2 separate regions of the Gossypium hirsutum genome follow, and region 2 is linked to region 1. The links are chromatin contacts, called in public Hi-C maps. All regions are on one chromosome and are shown on one strand. Each heading gives the region's core, a stretch centred on a gene start, on an enhancer-like site or on the middle of the called end of the contact. The rest is flanking DNA. Distances are from core to core; before and after follow the strand shown. Region 1 holds the start of LOC107901653 (monogalactosyldiacylglycerol synthase, chloroplastic). Region 2 holds the start of LOC107901643 (ubiquitin carboxyl-terminal hydrolase 18).

Region 1 (6,309 bases), core at 979-3,478:
CCTTTAAACCTATTTAAATGTTTGGGATATGGGTAGTAGTGGAAAATATATAATTATTTGTTTCAAAAAGTGCAATGAACAAGCCATTGGCTTATTTAGGTTCAAGTTTTATCATACGTGGGTTATTTTCCGATTTTATAGTTCAGATATGTATTTTCATTATTAGTATGTTTGTGCTTGTAATGATTTGATTTTGTTTGTAGTTATTTAGATTTGTATTATTTGGATGTTACCATGTTTATAAGTTTATCCAAATTTATTCTAATAACGTAATGGTATTTGAACTTAAATATTATAATTTTTAAACCTTCAAATTCACCATTTTACCAAAAAATTAATTTGGTTTTTTATATAATATTTTAGTAAATATACTTTTACTTACATGGTAAATGTGTGATAATTTAATATAAATGGATAAATCCATCCAATAAAACTCTTAAATAACCAATATTTTAAAAACTGGATTGATAATAAAACTGATGATATCATCATTTAATTATTATTTTAATGATAATTAATAAATTAATAAAATTCTAATTCGATTCAATAATCTAATTATTTGGCCCGATTTTTAATTTTTTACCATTCTAATCTATATATAACCTTAAAAGAAGCAGATGTAAAAAAATTCAGGTAGCCCATCAATCATCGAAGCGGGGAAAATAATGTCAATTTGTCATATGCAATGTCGTACAGGGTTAAATTTTATCTACTATATGTCTTAGGCCTCTAGGGTTCATTTGAGTTTAGTAATTTTACATTACGGGTAGAAATATAAATAAGTAAAAAGGTTAAAATATTTAAGTTTATCTACTCGTTATATATTTGAAGTTTAATACTTATATTCTTATGTTTATAAAATTAAATTTTTTTACTTTTTAAATTTTAAAATGTAGTTTCAATTTTTTATTATAAAATATCTAAAAATATTCATAATCTCTCCTAACTTTTAAAGAGAAGAATAAACACATTTCAAAACTTTTGAACTCACATCCTCCTTCACTAGCAATAATATTGATACCAACTGAGCTATTAAAATTCTTTTATTAAATTTATTGGTGTGATATTTTGAAATAAAAAACACTCACTTAATAATCATGTAACAAAAAATTTACGTTGTAATCAACTTGAATTCAATAAAAGTTTTTAATGATTTAACAATTAGGCTTGTATCCTTAAATATAGAAAAAAAAAACTATGTTTCTTAAAATAAAAGAATAAATGAATTTCAAATATATAAAAAATACAAAAAAATAAAATATACATCACTTTAAGTTGAACATTAAAATATGATTGACATCATATTTAACATTGGATAATCCCTTCTTTTTAAAAAGAGGAAAAATAATTTATTAAAAGCATATACCCTAATTTACATTTTAATCTAAAATACGACAACCTGCCAAAGAATTTAATCAATTTAAATGGTCGGTTCTGACGTGGACTTATATGGCTTCTTTACATTGAGTGCGACGAGGGCCAAACAAGAAACGCTACTTGAGTACAAATCAAATCCCAATTTCTTATTCTGTGTAGGTAATAGATTTAATTTAATTTACGTACTTCCTATATTAATCTCATTATACTTTTCAATATTAAACTCAAATTAGGGGTGAAACTATAAATATTGATAAAGAGTTGGGATACATGTTCAAAATAAACGCAATTAAATGTTCAAGGCATAATAATTCTTCCAATTTTATTAAAATAAAATATTTTAGTCTTCTATTTAGTTTTTCACTTCTTTTCGCCTTTAAACTTGTATTTTTGGTTAAGTTATCTCAAAATGAATAGAAAAATTAATGTTTTTTTTAACTTTACAGATATTGCATACACTTGAATGGCATCATGTCATCTTGTGTCTTAGTTTGCCTTCAATGTTTAATTTGGTACCTAAATTTTTTTCTTTATCAATTTAGTACATTAATTTGATTTCAATATACAATTTGGTACCCAACGAAATAGCACAATGTGGCCCAATAAATGTTTGGTACTTGTGCTCTAATAATAAAACATAGTACTTAATTGGAACAGAAAACTTAAATAATAAATTAAATATTAAAGCCAAACTAGGAGAAAAGAAAATTGAAGTGTGAAATAATATATTAACCCTAAAATTTAACCACAAACCAAAACGAGAGCTAAGTTGGGCAACCCAGGAAAAGTGGATCCGGTTACTATCAGAGCACTAAGTACAAAGGCATTCCCTATCTCAGTTTCTGCGGTTACGAAATCACCTTTAGATTCCATCACTGTCACCTACTTTTTTCCATATAAATAAATGAACTTTGGCTGTTATTCGAAACAAAAACTATCATGGTTTAAAATTGTTTCAGTTTCTTTCTCATCATCATCATAACTCTGCAACTAGCCAAAAAAACTTCCCAAAATGCAAAACCCTTCAAAGGTTACCCAAGAATCTGGCTCTGCCATTGATCTCGTTACGCAAACGGGTCACTTAGCTTTCAAAAAGAGCTTTTACAGCTCGAATTCTGATGGGTTTTCTTCATTCAAGCCAAATTACGTGTATTTCTCGGGGTTCAGAGGCTCGATTGCTCATAAAAGGCGTAGAGTTATAGCTGTTGCTTCGCTCAGTTTGGGTGCTCGAAACGGCGTTTCTTCGAGCGTTGGGAGGATCATGAACGAGTTCAATAGAGCGATTAAGTTTCATTGTGAAAGAATCCCGATCGGGTTTGCTTCGGTTCGGGTCGGTTCCGAGGATAGCAATGGAGTGAGGGATGACGGTGGCGGTGTTTTGGAGGTTGAAGGTTTGCCTTTAAATGGAGTCGAAGCTGAGGCCCCCAAAAAAGTTTTGATTTTGATGAGTGATACTGGTGGGGGTCATAGAGCTTCCGCTGAAGCTATTAAGGCTGCTTTTATGGAGGAATTTGGAGACGATTATCAGGTCAGTTTCCTTTTTGTTTGGATGCAAAGAAAATGTGGGCATTGGGCAAAAGTAGAAATTGAGAAATTTCATTTCATTTCATTTTTTTTTGGTATCAATATAGGCATATTTCAGTTTTATTTATCTTTATGTTTCTGCAGTTTCTTGGAAAATTGATTGAAGAATTAGTAGATAATGGGTGCATACGTTTTTAGTGTACTTTTGTTCTGTATGTCAAGATTGGTGTTATATTGCAGGTGTTTGTTACTGATTTGTGGTCCGATCATACACCCTGGCCATTTAATCAATTGCCAAAGAGCTATAACTTCTTGGTCAAACATGGATCATTGTGGAGAATGACTTATTATGGAACCGCTCCTCGGGTAATTCATCAATCAAATTTTGCTGCAACTTCGACGTTCATAGCAAGGTGAGATGTTTTTAGATTGTTTTCCTATATTATTTATGTTGGAGTCCTCTTGGTGATGGACTTTTGTTGCTAAAGCTTATAGCAAAGTACATGTGAGTTGGGGTGGTGTCAATGCTCCGGAGCGCTCTATGATGTTTAAGTCAGGGAAGGAGATTTTGTAACAGGTAAAGCAAGAGCTTAAGCTAGCAGAGAAGAAGTATGAGAGAGTGTAGATCGTGAGAGAGAGTTACTTGGGTATTTATACCTAGCCTTGGGGCATCAATGCTCCAGAGTGCTATCGGATGCTTAAGTTAGCAAAGGAGATTGTGTAATGGATAAAAAAAGAGCTTAAGCTAGCAGAGAAGAAGTGTGAGAGAGAGTTGGTACTTGGATATTTATACCTAGCCTTGGGGCATCAGTGCTCCAGAGTGCTATCTGATGCTTAAGTTAGCAAAGGAGATTGTGTAATGGATAAAAAAAGAGCTTAAGCTAGCAGAGAAGAAGTGTGAGAGGGATTTGGTACTTGGATATTTATACCTAGCCTTCGGGCATCAGTGCTCCAGAATGCTCTTTGATGCTTAAGTTAGAAAACGAGATAGTGTAATGGGTAAAGCAAGCTAGCAGAGAGGAAGTAAGAGAGAGGGAGTTGGTACTTGGGTATTTATACCTAGCCTTGGGGCTGCCTGTTGCATGGTGGTTGGTTATTCTTTTGTCTTGGCTTGGCTTGGCAGCTATGTCCAGTGGCCATTTTTGTTGGCCCTGCAGCCTGAGCTGTATCAGGGTCCTTCCTAGCAAGGCTGTCAGTTCTTGAAAGCTACATGTTGTGCTAGGTGGTATGCTCCTTAGCTGTTAGCTGGTGATGTAGGAGGTTTTGGTTTTGCATGCCTTCTGCCTTTTTTAGGCTATAGCCTCAGTTCTATTGGACTGTGGCATGTTTCCCAAGCTGGTATAACAATTAACTATGCTGTGATTTGTACGTAGTCACCATTCAACAAGTTTCTATTGATGACTGTTTCCTCCCTGTTGATCTAATGTAAGATGATATGCAAATGAAACAGAATCAAGTATGTCATTCTTGCAACAAATCAGTCTCATATGATTTGTTTTGCCATTCTTGTAAACTTTTATCCTTGCAACAAATTACAATACATGCATGCTTGTGTCTTATATTTATCCAATTCTGTTATTTTATGTTCTTATTACTAGAGAGGTTGCCAAAGGGTTGATGAAATACCAGCCAGACATTATTATCAGTGTACATCCGCTGATGCAACATGTTCCACTTCGTATTCTGAGGGCAAAGGGTCTGCTAGAGAAGATAGTATTTACCACAGTGGTCACTGACCTAAGCACTTGCCATCCTACATGGTTAGTTCTTCATCTCGGTTTAATGCCTTTCAAACTCACTTATTCTTGGTGTAATTTTGGACATGTGCATTCTTTTTTAGGTTTCATAAGCTTGTAACTAGATGCTATTGCCCAACAGCAGAAGTAGCAAAAAGGGCAATGAAAGCTGGTCTTAAACAATCCCAAATTAAGGTTTATGGCCTTCCAGTGCGGCCTTCTTTTGTGAAGCCTGTTCGGCCAAAGGTCAGTTACCTTTCAACCTGGTGAACTTTTATGTTCTCTATGCGAAATTTAATTTTTAGTGAAAACTATTGTTCTGAGCTTTTCACTTTGCAGGTCTTGGTTAGACCACTTGCAATTATTTTCGAGTTTATTATATCTTTTGAAATCTCTGGCTATTCATCTTTCATTGGCTCCTAGGTTATGATACACTATAGCTTTTGGTAATTGTAGATTGAGCTGAGGAGAGAACTAGGAATGGATCAGTCTCTTCCTGCTGTTTTGCTAATGGGAGGAGGAGAAGGGATGGGGCCTATTGAAGCAACTGCTCGTGCACTTGGAGACGCATTATATGATGAGAACCTTGGGGAGCCTATTGGCCAAGTTCTCATAATTTGTGGCCGTAACAAAAAGCTTGCCTGCAAATTGCTTTCGATTGACTGGAAAATTCCTGTCCAGGTATCGACTTTCTTTGTATGTTTTAATTTGAAATACTTCAAATAGCTATGTCTTCTACTTATAATTCCAATCAAGATGCCTTTTTCGAGAACTTTTTCTCCTAATATTCTTCTTTAACTAGCTTAAACATGCGATTAACTTGTTAATCATGTTTCCACTTCATGTTATTATTATTATTATTAAAGAGAAATGTTTGCACAGACTATATGATAGTTTTCTGAAGTTGCACAATCTTATAGGTAAAGGGATTTATCTCCAAAATGGAGGAATGCATGGGTGCTTGTGACTGCATTATTACAAAGGTAATTTTCTAATGGCAGAGACATGTGGATGCATGCAATATATTTTCTTAATTTTAGATGACTTCTGCTTTGAAGGCTGGCCCGGGGACTATTGCGGAGGCAATGATTCGAGGTCTTCCTATAATTTTGAATGGTTACATTGCTGGCCAGGTAACTTTTCTTTTTGTTTTTCACCTTTTTTTTGTTATCTTTTCGGAGTGGGGATTATAGAAATGTTGTTTTTTGAAATTATTATCTCAACGAAATTTCATTTATCTAAATATTGTACTTCTGCTCTTAGTCCTGTTTAAGTTGACTTCATTTATTTAAAGATTTTGTAAGCAAATTAAGGAAAGGGCCTCTACTTTCATGCCATGCCTTGCTAATATGTGAGATGGTATATAGATCATCATGGTACATAAGATTGTATTTTTTCCTTAGTCACCATATACAGGTCACCATGTAGTTTGTTTTCCCTTGTTCAAATTATGGTCTTTTTTTTTTCTTTTCTTTAAGGGATAGGGGGTAAGGTTTGTTCAGATATTGAATCTGAAACTAGTGTCAATTAAAAATATGAATACAAGTTCTCTTTTATTTCACCCATGGTTCAATTGATTGGTCAAACTATCGTTTTGGTCCCTCTACCATGCTAAAATTTGGAATTTAGTCCCTGTGCTATAATTTGACATAATTTGGTCATCTTACTTTTA
Region 2 (6,007 bases), core at 844-3,343, 570 kb after region 1:
GCCCCCTCATAATTAATCAATCATCTTTTTTTTAACATAATTTTTGTGGGTGTCATCATTGTGTCAAACAACTCAACACTAGTATGTATTTTTTCAAAATACTTGTTAAAAATATGGGTATTCAGGAAGGAAAAAAAAAAGAAAAAAAATTTAATGAGTGTCGTCAGGCTGTCAGGCGGCACCCGTTGAAATTTTTTAAAAATATATATATTTTTAGGTTTCCTCATCATTTTAGGTGGCACCAGTGATATTTAAAAAAAAACATTGTAGAAAAAATAGTTCAAAGCTTTAGTTATTGTTTTAAAACATTTGGAGCTGGGCTACTAGGAGATCTGAACTATAAAATTCAATGAGAAGAAGGAAATCTCTTTTTTAGTCTTGAAATCGGTACGAAAGGATACTGTAAATGAAAAAATTGGTGGTTATTAAGTACAACGATTAAAGCTTTCAATTGAGAAAAAGAAGAGAAATTTGAATGGAAAAAGGAAAGAGAATAACATATATTGAAAATAGATAATCAAATATGAGAAAGGAAATAGAATAATATATATGAAAAATAGAGATATAAAAGGGTATTTAATATTTTATGAAAAATACATATTTCCGTATTTGTTATTTTCTTTTTTTTTTTCCATATCTGATTCTTTATTTTCCATATATGTTATTCTCTTTCCTCTTTTATATTTGATTCTTTATTTTTCATAAAATATTCAATTCCCTTTCATATTTTTATTCTAAATATTTATTATTCTCTTTCCTTTCTCATATTTGACTTTTCTTCTCTCATCCCTCTATCTTTCTCCCATGTCTCTTTCTCTCTCATCCTTTTATATTTCTCTTATATCTCTTTCTTTCTACTCTCATTTTTCCCTCCTTGAATATCCGTATTTGTAATGAATATTTGAAAAATTACATATTGGTACCACCTAACACGGTGGTGGTATCCAAAATTTTTTTAAAAAGTCATTGATTGGCTAATGATAAGGGGGCGATGTCGCCAGTATGTCAGGTGGCACTGGTGGTCACTGTAGAGAACATATAATTTTCGTACATAAATTTGACTAGGATTATTTTTGTAAATAATTATTTCTTTTAAGTTAATTGCATAAAAAAACCATTCACGTCACTTGTTAAAAGAAGGGTTATATATAGTATCACTTGATTTGTAGACTACTTTATATTAACTTATTACAAAAACTACATCCATAGGATTTGTCTTATTTTGGTCATTTTATTTTTTTAATTTAAGTATTTTAAATAAGATAATTGTGTGAATTAATCATAGCCGTTAAAATTTTCATTTTCTTTTAACAAATTATTGACGTGGCACATTAGCACATTAAATGACTGCCACATGACATTTTCTTGTTGATTTTTTACTAAAGTTTAGGGACCTCCCTTTAATTAGTCCAAAACCTTTTCCCCTTAAACTTTATAGAGAGATCTTTAAACTTTAATCAAAAGTCAAATAAAAAATACCACATGTCAATCACTCAATGCGCTATTGTGCCACATCAGTATTCTGTTAAAAGAAAACAAAAAATTTTAACAACAGTGACTAATTCACACAATTATTTTATTTAGAGTGATTATTAAGAAAAAAGTTTAAAATAATCAAAATAGGACAAACACTATTTTAAAGTGGCTATAAATTTAGGTTACCCTTAATAATATAATCTACTTAAATATGTATATATTTAACAAAAGAGATACAAAAGCAACTATGAACATAAAAATATTTATAATATATACACATGTATCTATACTATCATATAAATCATATAAATTTAAATCTTTAATTGAATTGTTGGGATAAATCAATCGGATACCAACTCACCTTAAAAATTATTAAAATATATTAAAAAATTATATAAATAATATAATTTATTTAAAAAATAAAATGAATTTGAGTGCACAATCGAAATTTAATTAACACAATTATTTATAAATTTTTATCACAATATCAATAATTATTATTACTTACTAGTACTTTAGAAATTAGATACACTTGTGGAGAATTAAAAAGAAAAAAGAAAAAAGAAAATAAATATCCTGTTAAATAGGGAATGGGTTTGCTAATTTTGGCTTAGGGGTTTCGAGAGAAATAGAGTAATTAAATTAAAAAAAAATAAAAGAAAAGATAAAATTGGTAAAGGGGAACTGTGATAGAGTGGCACAGAAAGGAAAATAAAAAATAAAAAAGAAATCGATGAAGAAAAACCCTAGAACCGGGATCGAGAAGGCTGTGTAGATGCATGTCGGCGGAATAACGTTGGATCTGAATTGGTTCCTGCAATTCATTTTCACGCTCTTCATTTTCGCATTTGTGTCTCTTCGCTTGCTGAAGAACACGGCGTCGAAATACTTCGAGGTCGACGCCAATTTCGATCGGGACCAACCAATGCCTTCCATCCCCATGGACGCCGATCACTTCCCTTGCGCCGTATGCTCTAATCCCGCCTTCAAGAAGTGCTCTCGTTGCAAATCCGTTCGTTATTGGTACGCACGCCTTTTTTTTTCTCCAGAAGAATTCGTTGTCCTTGTATGATCGTACTCCTTGATTGCTTTTTTTTTTGGCTGTTAATTGCTGTTGTTAATATTGTTTGAGCTGTTTCTTTAACGTTTCGGGATTATCGAAAAGTAAAAAAAAAAGAAGATAAAAAAGGTTATTTATTTATTTTTCTATGTTTTTAATACTCGTAAGCATCTTAGTGATTAACTGCTTTTTGAAGTTTCTCTAACTGTTATTTACTGGTGGCGTTTCTCTAACTGTTATTTACTGGTGGCGTTTCTCGACACAGTGGTTTAAGTGCTTATTGTTGACATTCGTGGGTTTTCTTTATCTATTTTAGTTTTCTTAATTTACTTTGCTTTTTATTAGTTTGGTTTGTTAATTATGGGTTAGAAAGAAGTGTTTTTGTTGTCGATGTTAGAACGTTTTCCAGGAATTTAGCTTCTTCTTTTAATAAAGCATTTGGCTTGAATTTTTTTTCTTTATAAACGTACTGTTGTGCTTAATCTAGGTTGAGCCTACTTATTGACACTGATTATGTCAATAAACTGAATGCCCAGCTAGTTCAGTGTTGAAATTTTGATCAGTCTATCAGTCAATTATACAAAAAGATGCCTTGATTGTAGTTATATTTGCTTAACTTAACAAAGGCCCCCTTTCTCCCGGTGCTGCCTTGACTTTAAAAGTTCTGCATTTGCTTTCTGGTATTAGAAAATGAGACGTGTCAGATTACAGGCCTGTGGGCTATGATTTGCGAACCTATAAGTTCGTCAACTTATGGTTACATAAATTCTTCTATCAAGTGGATGGTTTAATCTTTATGTTTGCTTCATTTTTCAGCTCCTCAGCCTGCCAACAGGTGGACTGGAAGGATGGGCATAAGACAAAGTGCAAAGTAAATTCAACACAAACTACAACCACCAAACCGTTTTCAGGAGTTGCTCTGGTTCCTGTCAGTGGAACCTCTAAGATTATCAAGAAACCGAGAAAGGTTAATCTTTTGGCCCTTTGTAAAACCAATATAAGTAAATATGAAATTCATATTCAAAATTTTCAGGTTCTTTTCCCATACGATGAGTTTGTAAAGCTTTTCAACTGGGAGAAACCAGGATTCCCTCCATGTGGACTCTTAAATTGTGGAAACAGGTTCATTTTTACCATGCTTATTAATTCTTCTAGTTGAAGCCTTCTTTACATATGATTAGATTAGATCAGTTTGTGTTCCATCTCTATTTGGTTTATCTTTTCCTGTTTGTTTCTGCAGTTGCTTCGCTAATGTTGTTCTGCAATGCCTTGTTTCCACTCGACCGCTTGTTGCTTACTTGTTGGAGAAAGGCCATCGGAAAGAATGTAAGTTGAGAAACTAGAGCTAATAGGTTTTCATCTCTAGGTTCTTGAACAGCATGTGACCTTTATATTTTTTATTTCCATTCTCCAGGCAGACGCAATGATTGGTGCTTTATGTGCGAATTTCAAATTCATGTCGAACGATCAAGACAAAGTTTGCATCCATTTTCACCAATCAATATTCTGTCACGGTTGCCTAATATTGGAGGTAATCTTGGTTATGGAAGACAAGAGGATGCTCATGAATTCATGAGGTTGGTATTACTTTGTATGTGATTGCATTCTCTTTTAACATCTACTGAAATTAACTTGAGGAAATTATGGATTACTGGATCTTTTTTTTCGTTTTATTCTTTCAGGTTTGCTATTGACACGATGCAATCAGTTTGCCTTGATGAATTCGGTGGAGAAAAAGCTGTTGACCGCAGCTCTCAAGAGACAACTCTTATTCAGCATATATTTGGTGGTCATCTGCAGTCTCAGGTGATGCATCTCATTAGCTTAGAATAATTGACTTTTCTTTCTCCTTTTCCATTTTAACTTAGGCCATTGATAAGGATACAGTGTCAATGGATCATATTAGTGAAGAATATTCTGAAACATTTTTTGTTTTTCAGTTTGCTTTCTTAATTTAGTTTTTGGGCTAGTTTAGCATTCTTTTGAGAAGTGCTGTGGAAAAGTGATTTAAAGAAGTACTTTTGAAAGTTTGGTTTAAGTTATCCCCCAAAACATTATACCTGTGTTTTAGCAAATAAGAGTATTACACCTCAACCTAGTGAGTTTGGAAGTAAAATATCCAACAATTAAAGGTGATTTCAGATGATTAGGGTCTAATGTCTTTTATAATCACCTTGCTTAGTGTTTTAAAATTCAAGTTTGCACTCTAATATCTAATACTTATCATTGTGTTGAAACCTGTAGGTGATTTGTACTAATTGCAATAAGATTTCAAATCAGTATGAAAATATGATGGATTTGACTGTTGAAATTCATGGAGATGCTTCATCATTGGAGGAATGCCTTGACCAGTTCACCGTTAAAGAGTGGCTTCATGGAGATAATATGTACAAATGTGATGGGTATGATTGCTCTCCATTTGATCTCAAGATGTTTATAGTTTAGTTTGCATGATTTTAAGTTATACAGCCAGAATCTTTACCCATATTTTATATATTTTTATTGTACTTTGATTTCTAACTACATTGTTATTCACATTTTTGGATCTGGTGTTAACTATGATATTTCGTTTCTCGTTTCAGCTGCAATGACTACGTTAAGGCATGGAAGCGCCTTACCATACGATGGGCTCCTAACATTCTTACAATTGCCTTGAAAAGATTTCAGGTCTTATCCTACATCTGAAATGCATGTTTAATTTGTTTGACATGGCAGTGAATGCTTGATGTCTTTTCCTTTTGCTGGTAAGCCAGATGATTGAAGCTTTGCTTTATGATACTAAAATTCATATTGAAACTTTTTTCAGAGCGGCCGATTTGGAAAACTCAACAAAAGAGTCAGCTTTCCTGAGACGTTAGATCTTAGCCCGTACATGAGTGAGAGTGAAGATGGGGATGATTCCAATATTTACAAACTTTATGCGGTTGTTGTCCATGTGGATATGTTGAATGCATCCTTTTTTGGTCATTACATCTGCTATACCAAAGATTTCTCTGGAAACTGGTACAGAATTGATGACTGTAAGGTATTCTCTCTCTCTGTCATTGTCATTTCTCTTCTATTGTGTGTCATTCCTATTACAATAACATCTCTGTGGAGTTCTCTTTATGCCAAAGCCTCTGTGTCATCCCCAGACCCCATTCAATCATCATTAGAACATGGGGTAGACGCATAATTTTGCATGCCATGTCTATTTTACTTGATTTTTTTTTATCTTAACCTGTTTTGCCTCTTTTTCCAGGTTGCGAGGGCTGAATTGGAAGAGGTACTTTCTCAGGGAGCATATATGCTTTTATATAGCAGGTACCTTTTTCCTCCCCCACCAGTATTGGCACTTGAAAGCCAGCTCTGCTGTTTAAAACTTTTATTACTTTTCTGCCATTCATATTATAAAAGAATTACCAGAGTTTGCCATTAACTAAAAAAAATGTTTAGGTTCTGCCTTATAAATGTCCAAGGTTTGATGTGAAA

What was found. Hi-C and Micro-C count contacts between places; a contact is called where the count stands out from the background.
Region 2: a Hi-C map of leaf shows a contact between it and region 1, with 1.8 times the contacts expected there. The contact joins the promoter of LOC107901643 here to the promoter of LOC107901653 in region 1. A contact is called at or near these places in 3 of 34 Hi-C or Micro-C datasets (all in leaf).

Annotation. Positions count from the first base shown.
Region 1 is chrD06:25,420,077-25,426,385 of Gossypium_hirsutum_v2.1, forward strand. It overlaps LOC107901653 (monogalactosyldiacylglycerol synthase, chloroplastic), which reads left to right and starts at 2,229. Exons shown (of 8, transcript XM_016827729.2): 1 at 2,229-2,905; 2 at 3,142-3,314; 3 at 4,500-4,661; 4 at 4,742-4,883; 5 at 5,094-5,318; 6 at 5,558-5,620; 7 at 5,696-5,770. The coding sequence starts at 2,390.
Region 2 is chrD06:25,992,799-25,998,805 of Gossypium_hirsutum_v2.1, forward strand. It overlaps LOC107901643 (ubiquitin carboxyl-terminal hydrolase 18), which reads left to right and starts at 2,094. Exons shown (of 11, transcript XM_016827717.2): 1 at 2,094-2,499; 2 at 3,353-3,503; 3 at 3,570-3,658; 4 at 3,777-3,862; 5 at 3,951-4,113; 6 at 4,219-4,342; 7 at 4,781-4,938; 8 at 5,119-5,203; 9 at 5,343-5,561; 10 at 5,778-5,839. The coding sequence starts at 2,252.